Regions from separate parts of the Gossypium hirsutum genome. Here region 1 is linked to region 2. Evidence: chromatin contacts called from public Hi-C data. All regions are on one chromosome and are shown on one strand. The core of a region is the stretch at or near the end of the contact, and the rest is flanking DNA. Distances in the headings are between cores, read along the strand shown.

What was found. Hi-C and Micro-C count contacts between places; a contact is called where the count stands out from the background.
Region 1: a contact with region 2 is called in a Hi-C map of leaf, with 2.0 times the contacts expected there. The contact joins the promoter of LOC107915344 here to the promoter of LOC107908304 in region 2. A contact is called at or near these places in 2 of 34 Hi-C or Micro-C datasets (both in leaf).

Annotation. Positions count from the first base shown.
Region 1 is chrD08:9,409,672-9,413,407 of Gossypium_hirsutum_v2.1, reverse strand. LOC107915344 reads right to left here and starts at 2,130. Exons shown (of 15, transcript XR_001689248.2): 1 at 1,893-2,130; 2 at 1,659-1,736; 3 at 1,206-1,289; 4 at 925-1,098; 5 at 451-577.
Region 2 is chrD08:9,251,518-9,255,461 of Gossypium_hirsutum_v2.1, reverse strand. It overlaps LOC107908304 (guanine nucleotide-binding protein subunit gamma 2), which reads left to right and starts at 1,374. Exons shown (of 5, transcript XM_041099808.1): 1 at 1,374-1,894; 2 at 2,009-2,166; 3 at 3,338-3,390; 4 at 3,642-3,686; 5 at 3,780-3,944. The coding sequence starts at 2,041. The coding sequence ends at 3,864.

The sequences.
Region 1 (3,736 bases), core at 881-3,380, 160 kb before region 2:
GGGTTTGCAGTATTTATTTACAAACAATTTAGAAACCGTAAGTAAGATAATGAAACTCAAACACCAGCATGTGGACAATATTCCTTATTCAGTCATCCCATATATGAATGACTTAGAAGGAAGTAAAAATGTAATGTCATTGTATGCCTTGTACACAAGCATTGTCAAACACCAGCACGTGGACAATATCCCTTATTCATGCTGTGGTCTGCAAGGTCCTTTCATGATTAGGCATAAGAAGAAAGTTACAGCAGTCCTATATCCAGAGCTGATATGTTGCTAGGCAATACAAATTTATGAGTTAGAATGTCATATCCTCCAATCTGGATGTTGATGAAAGTTATGATTCTACAGATTACAAATGAGAACACCTATCTATAGAGAGCTGACCTAGAGAACCAAAATAACTAACAAATCTATATATTTAATTCGCAAAAACAGAAGATTCACCTTGTTTTCTTCCAGTGACTATACATAGAAGATTATGGTGAGGGTCATAGTGAGCACTTGATCTAGCTTGAGCAATGTTCATCCACAAATTAATTGAAGAAAGATTTTTTCCCTCCAAAATTGCAGGCTGTACAAATCAAGCAATTGCAATCAGAATTTCCTAGCATTATTAGTTCTTCTTTAGAGAACTAACTAGTAACAACAAGCAGTTGAGAAAGAAATATGCAGACCAACTGAATGTCCTCCTGTAGAGTTTCCAATTGAACTCTCGCTTCATTCTCAGCATTTATAATTGGAATCTGAATCGGAAGTATCAAAATTCAACAATTACATCAATGCTTAAAAAGAAAATTGAAATGAAGGACACACAGGAAAAGTGAAATCCATCTGGTCTCAACATATTAAATAAACAAAGCAAATGCAGAAAAAAATGTTAACAGAGATGTCAGCGATCACAGAACTTTGAGTAGCAACCTGTGCTAGGTAGATTTGTTTTGGAGCAGCATCTACAAATGTTGAACAGCCTTGCTCTGTGTCAGATTCTCCAAGTTGATGCCCTTGTGAATTAGAATTAATACTGCAAGAATTACCAACATTTTGCCTATGCCATTTACAAAAGCCAATAAAAGTGGAAAATGGTAATGGAACCTGTAAACAAATGCAAAACCAAATTGATCATAATTCTCGCATCCACGCAAGAGAGAAAATGTATCACAAGCCTCAGTGTATGAAGAATATGAGAATTAGTGAATTACCCTCTCATGGCTTCTAAGATCACCGTAAAACACCGGTGCAGTTTGAGATAACATAGCCTCCACCATGAATGATCCTACCCGTTCCTAAAGTTATACTCAAACAAGAAAAATACTAAAATAAATACTTTAATTGAATATATAAATTGCACAATTCCACTAAAAAAATGTAACTCTAGAAACCATATCCAACATGTATAACGTACTAATTCAAGCTCTTGCCTATTAATTAACTTGTTGAATAGACTATCACAGATGTAAATAAAACAAATGTAAAACTAGTGCTACTTTTCTAGATTTGAAACTCAATGCATAACAATGTCTTTCAACATTATATACAAAAATATTATTTACTTCTAAAACATTATCCATTTTACTAAAAATCTAGCAACTTAAAATATTTTGACTCAAAAAGCGAGCATAAAAATTCTAGTAATTATAGAAGGATAAGCAAACCTCCAAATAACCGAGGCCTCCATTAGAAGGATTCCACTTCGAAACGGCTTTCCAGTCCTTAACGCATCCAACGAACACCTTTCAAAACGAAATAAAAATCAATGAACTAAGATTGAAGCAACTACCGCTTATATAAATTAGCAAAAGGAAAAAAAAAGTTCGGACCAATTTTTCTCGAAAAACGAACAGAGAAAGAGAAAAAAGAAACAAAAAGTTGAGAAAACAGAAAATTACGGCGGGAACATTTCGAGATTCAATCTGAGAGGCAAACTGTGCAGCTGATGGGAGTTGATCGAAGCTCTGGAGTCGTAGAGAGTCTTCCATTTTTTTTCAACTAACTTCGCTAAGAAAAAACTTGTAACAAGCTTTTCACGTAATTTCAAAAAAAAAAAAAATCTTTTCAGCCTGAAGAATTTCGTAGTTCGGCCTTTGGATTTTACTTGAGTGAGAGGTGATCCATTGGAGCGTTGAGGCCTAGAGAGTCCCAACAAGGCTTTCTTAAGTTTCATTCGATTGTAAAAAGCAGGTCTAGGTCTATCATAGACTTTCGATGGCCCTTTCTTTACCAAAAGAATACACATCAATGGGCCGAATCATGACTTCTGATTAAATTACTAAAAAAATGCTGATTTTTTTTTAAATTACTAGAATAAGGCGATTTTTGAAATATTTATGGGTATAGGCCGATTTAGGATTGGAAGTATTTTCAAGAGAAATCTAGAAAAACGTTTTCAGCATTTCGTGTCATTAGTAAAATGCTTCCAACTTGGAACCATTTTCCCTTCAACGGATACTTTTCCAATGACCATTTTAAATAGTCGTTGCCCCCCCCCCAACGATAAAAAAACTATAAAATCCTCCATCCTTACTCATTTCTCATAAAATTCTCTCAATTTCTCAAACTACTCTCAAAAGCCTCTCAAATTTTCAATTTTTTTCAAAAATCTAAATTATATTTTCTATTAAATTTTTTATTAATATTTTTTGAAAATATTTTTTAAAATTAATTCGTGTTCTATATAATTTACCAATGGTCGGTTCTCTAATCCGTCATGATGACAAGCACATTTTCGTCATTCAATTACAAATGGTAAGAATAATTTTTAATAAATTTCAATTTTGTTTAATTTTGTATTTCATTGTTATATATTAACTTAATATTTTGTATATTTTTTACGTAAATAGGTGGAAGATCGAATTTTACAATGCCATATTCGTAATCTACCCAATCCTCCATCATCATTGATTGAACCATATTTAAGGGAAACCAGTTTTTGGCACCATGGCCCTTGTAGGCTGGGGGTGTAAGTTGGACTCGAAACTTGTAAGCGCATTGGTGGAGAGGTGGAGACCCAGACGCACACATTTCATCGTCCATAGGACGAGTGTACTATCACTCTAGAGGACGTGCATTTACAGTTGGGGCTGCCCGTGGATGGGTCGGTAGTCACTAGGTCTGTTCAGTCTGGTGAATGGCAAGGCGTATGTGGTAAAGTTTTAGGTTCGATTTCGGAAACGATTTACGGAGGTCGGATCAAAATAGCTTGGTTACGAAGAACTTTGGTGGCGTTGGATGAGGATTCGACTAAAATCGAAAGAGAACGACACACTTGGACGTACATCCTTCAGATCATCGGGGGTATCCTGATGCCAGACAAGTCACGAACACTCGTACATCTAAGATGGCTATTGAAACTTATTGATTTTTAGAAGAGCAGGCGAACTCAGTTGGGGGTTTGTCATGTTGGCAATATTGTATCGGGAAATATGTCGGGAGATGCAACTAGGAAAAATCAAAATTGGTGGTTGGATTCTACTATTGCAATCATGGGCGCGGTATTGATTTCCATTTTACGTCCTCGAGCGCAATACTTGTATACATTCTCACTCGTAACAAGATAAAATTCAGTAGATATTTTAATAATAAAATTAATTTAAATAAATATTATTATGCTAACAAGTTATTTAAATAGGTGGAACCATTGGTCGAGTCAAGTGGGATTACCTACTAACCTTCAAGATATACGGCTTCTATTAGACCAACGATCAAAAGCGGAGATATCTATTTATTTAAATTT
Region 2 (3,944 bases), core at 125-2,624:
ATTTTTCTGAAATTCTTTATTGTTTTTCGGGAAAAATTACTTTTACATGTAAAAACTCATTTGAAAAATAATAAACAACACAGCCTAATTCAATTTCGTTCCTACTTTTTGAATGTCGGTTCCGATGAAGTAATTAAGCATTAATCACATGATTTACAATTTTTTTATTTGAAAAAAGAAAAGAAAAGAAAATTAACTATTTAATTTCAGTTTAATTACAACTGGTCCCTGCATCTCTCTTAATGCAGTAGTTGACATAGTGATTAACGTGAAAAAAAATGATGATATGAAGACAGACATGACATTTGATGTGGAGGGCTTAAATAAATTTTTAATTCTTTTATTAGGACTTAATTGATTATTAAAACTTATGAAATGATGATATGAAAAAGTTCAAAATTATTAGATTTATAAAAGAAATAGTAATTTTTTATATAATTTTAATAATATTTTAAGAATTTATATATTTTTATATAATTTCCCATTTTGTATGCTTTTCTAATTTTTCTATCATTTTTCTAATTTATAATAACTTTTTAATAAAAATTTACTAATTATTTTTACTTTCCCTTACACTACCATACATTATATTTAGTCCATTCTTACCAGTTGTCCTCGTATTACCTCTCCTCAATCAAAATCATTGTTTATCACTATCTTAAGCTATCAAACACTAAGCCCATTGTTAAAGAAGTAACTCGAAATCCTATACTAAGTCCAATAACCATCATACTTCAAACTCCCCCATTAACTTTCAAAATACATTTTTTTAATAATTTGCCTATAATTTCTGAAATTTTTATAATATTTTTCATTATTCTTTCATATTTTTTATTAATATTAATTTCTCTATATTTTATATATTTTTATAATTATTTTATAAATTCTAAATTTGTATACATTTTTTGTTTTTATAATATTTATAGATTTTTTTATAAATTTCTATTTTTTATAATATTTTGATAATTTTTAGGCTTAAATAATTTAAAAAATCAATTAAACCCTCATAAAATAATTAAAAAATAATCAAGTCCTCCACGTCGACATTTTTCGATGTTAGCTGTCACACCATTATTTGTTCATGCTAACTATCATTCTTCTGTCAGATCATCACTTAGCAGTCCTTCAAAGGCTTTAATGGGAAATTATATTTTAGGAGCCCAATTGATTGCTAATCTTCAATTAATTGTAATTTTTATTAAGGGCTTAATAGAGTTTTTAAATCATTTTACAATCACTTTTTTTAGCATTTAAGCTTAAAAACAAGTAAAAGATTCAATTCTTTAAAAAAAGGAAGGAGAAGAAGATGGGATTGCTAATGACATATTGGTATTGCTGGTAAAGGTTGAGGCTCTAGGTCTTTGAATACTTAAATTTGAGTTCCACTCTATGCAACTATCATGTGTGAGTCTCTAGACGAACAGTATACAGTTGCCGTAAGTGAATTTTTGTTCAGTTGCATTTAAGTTTTTCCATCTGTTCGTTGTATTAATTTGATTCTAGTTTGTTATTGCTCAAAAATATTCTTTTATAGTTATAATTGCATTGCATCGGGAAATTTAATTGGGTTTTAGCTTAGGTGGTATTTAAGCATGCATTTTCTTCTGATTTAAGGGGTTCAAGGATTATAGGTTGAAAATAAAAAGAGATGGGGGTAAATTTGAAAATACAGAAGAGTATAGGGAGTGAGGGAAAGTTAAAGCATTTTATTTTTAATTGTTGTGGGGGCAAAGAAGTGGAAATGAGGAAAAGAAGAACAGCTTTCGAAGAAAACAAAGAGTAAACGAAGAAAAGTCGTTTACTCGTTTCCGTTTCCAGAGTTTTTAGAGAGAAACAGCAAAAAATTGGAATTAAAAAAAGACCAAAGCCTTGTACGAAAAATTCAGATCTGCAGGTTTGCTTCATTGCAGTCAAAATTCCAAATTCTACAAGAAATGAAATGAAACGAAACGATCCGCGTCGTTTCCGGGAATGAGCAAATTGCATTGAAATTTTTGAATATTTGCAGCAGCCATCAGGTAAGCGAGAGCGAGAGCAGCAATGGAGTCAGAAACGGCGTCGTCGACGGATGAACAGCAAGCGGCTGGTTCAGCAGCTGATACTAGAGGCAAACATCGGATTCTTGCCCAACTCAAGCGTGTCGAACAAGAATCTAAGTTCCTCGAGGTTAGCTTCTCTTTCTTTTTTATTCTTTTCCATTTAAGGTTTGCTCTATACTCTTCGGGAATGCCGTTAAGAATTTTGACTTGGTCTGTCTTTTGATAAATTTAAGGATTTCTTTAAATAAAAAAAAACGGAGCTTGAATTTTCCGTAGAAAAAGTCATAGAACATGTCAGGAGAAGAAAGTGCAAGCTTTTTAATAAGCTTTTCTTCTTAAGATAATAAAAAATGGAAGCAAAAAAATTTTAGGTTCTTGTATTGGATTATCCATTTAGTTGGTAAGTTGAGCTAAGTAGAGGAACATAGTGATGGCTTAGAGTCATTGGAAGGGAAAGCTAAGATCTTTGTAGTGCAGCTATTCAAAGCAGATCTTAAAATTGGGTGTTTAATTGTTCTTCTTTTACTGGCGATCCCAATTCAATAGGCTTTTGATCATTTTTTGGATCTTATACTAGGATACTGTAATTTCCTTTTTTGCTAATTTGTTGCAAAAATCGGCCAAGATCTTGCCGATATGCGCTGCTCATCTGTTTATACTGATGCTTGGGAAGTCTGTCTAGGTGGCGGAAGAAGTTCCGTATCAATCTTGCTATGGCGGCTCTACTTGTGGAAAGTGCTAAACATTTTTTTGTTTTGTTGTTAATGAAGTAGTCTTTTTGGCACTGTGAACACGATAAGCCAAATGTCTTCCTATCTAGTGCTTATTAGTGGTGGTGTAATCTGTGTGTGATAGGCAAAAGAGCTTTTTTGAATTAGTTTTGACTTGTTCTTGGTCTTTGCTAAGCTTCACTTTGATTGGTCATGCTTTTCCATGAGTTGCATAAAGAAACTTTTAACAATGTTGTGCACTTTCACCCCATAAAAACCTCTATGGTGGCAGCTATTGGCCTTTGATTATATTATCCATTACTACTCCACATGAATAGATTTCCATTTAGAGTCTGATAATTTATAATGCCCCTTTTGTTCCTATGTTTGTGTGGTATTTAAATGATGTGTGCTATATCAATGGTTGTAGGCCATTGGTTCATAGACACTGGTTTGTCCCATCCCGTTTTCACATATCTTCTGCTGCAGGCAGATGATGGATTTGGTTTTTGTATCAGTGTAAAAGACACCATATTACAGCTTTGTATGTCTTATGTTTTTCCCCGCTCTTTATGTATCGTTTTCCAGGAAGAGATGGAAGAACTTGAGAAAACAGATAACGTGTCAACCTTGTGCAAGGAGTAAGTTTTAAGAAATAAAATTTTCTTTCCCATGAACTTGCGAAACTAGAAACTGTTACTTGTCTGATTCTAAAGCATTTTCATTTATCAATATATTTTGCTGTTGGACAAGATTTTCCTGATCTAAATATTTGCTCATCAGCTGTCGGTACACTTCTCACGGTATCGACATAGTAGCATGTTTGGCATGACGCTTCATGCACATATTATATGGTAACTTTTGACCCATATTAGCATCGGCCTTTTTACAGATTGCTGCTTAGCATGGAGACCAGACCTGATCCACTACTTCCATTGTAACTACAAGAACTTGTCTTGTTTTTGTATTCTGTTTTAGATAAGTTTTTTTCTCTAAACCTCTAATGCTTGGATTTTTTTTTTGATTACAGAACAAATGGTCCCATAAACCCATCATGGGACGTATGGTTTGAAGGGCCTCAAACATCACAAGGTTGCAGATGCCAGATTCTGTGATTTGAAGGCAATCTAACATTTGTTTTGTTGCCAAGATATGTTATATAACATACATGTTTAACATTTTACATCTCTCAATT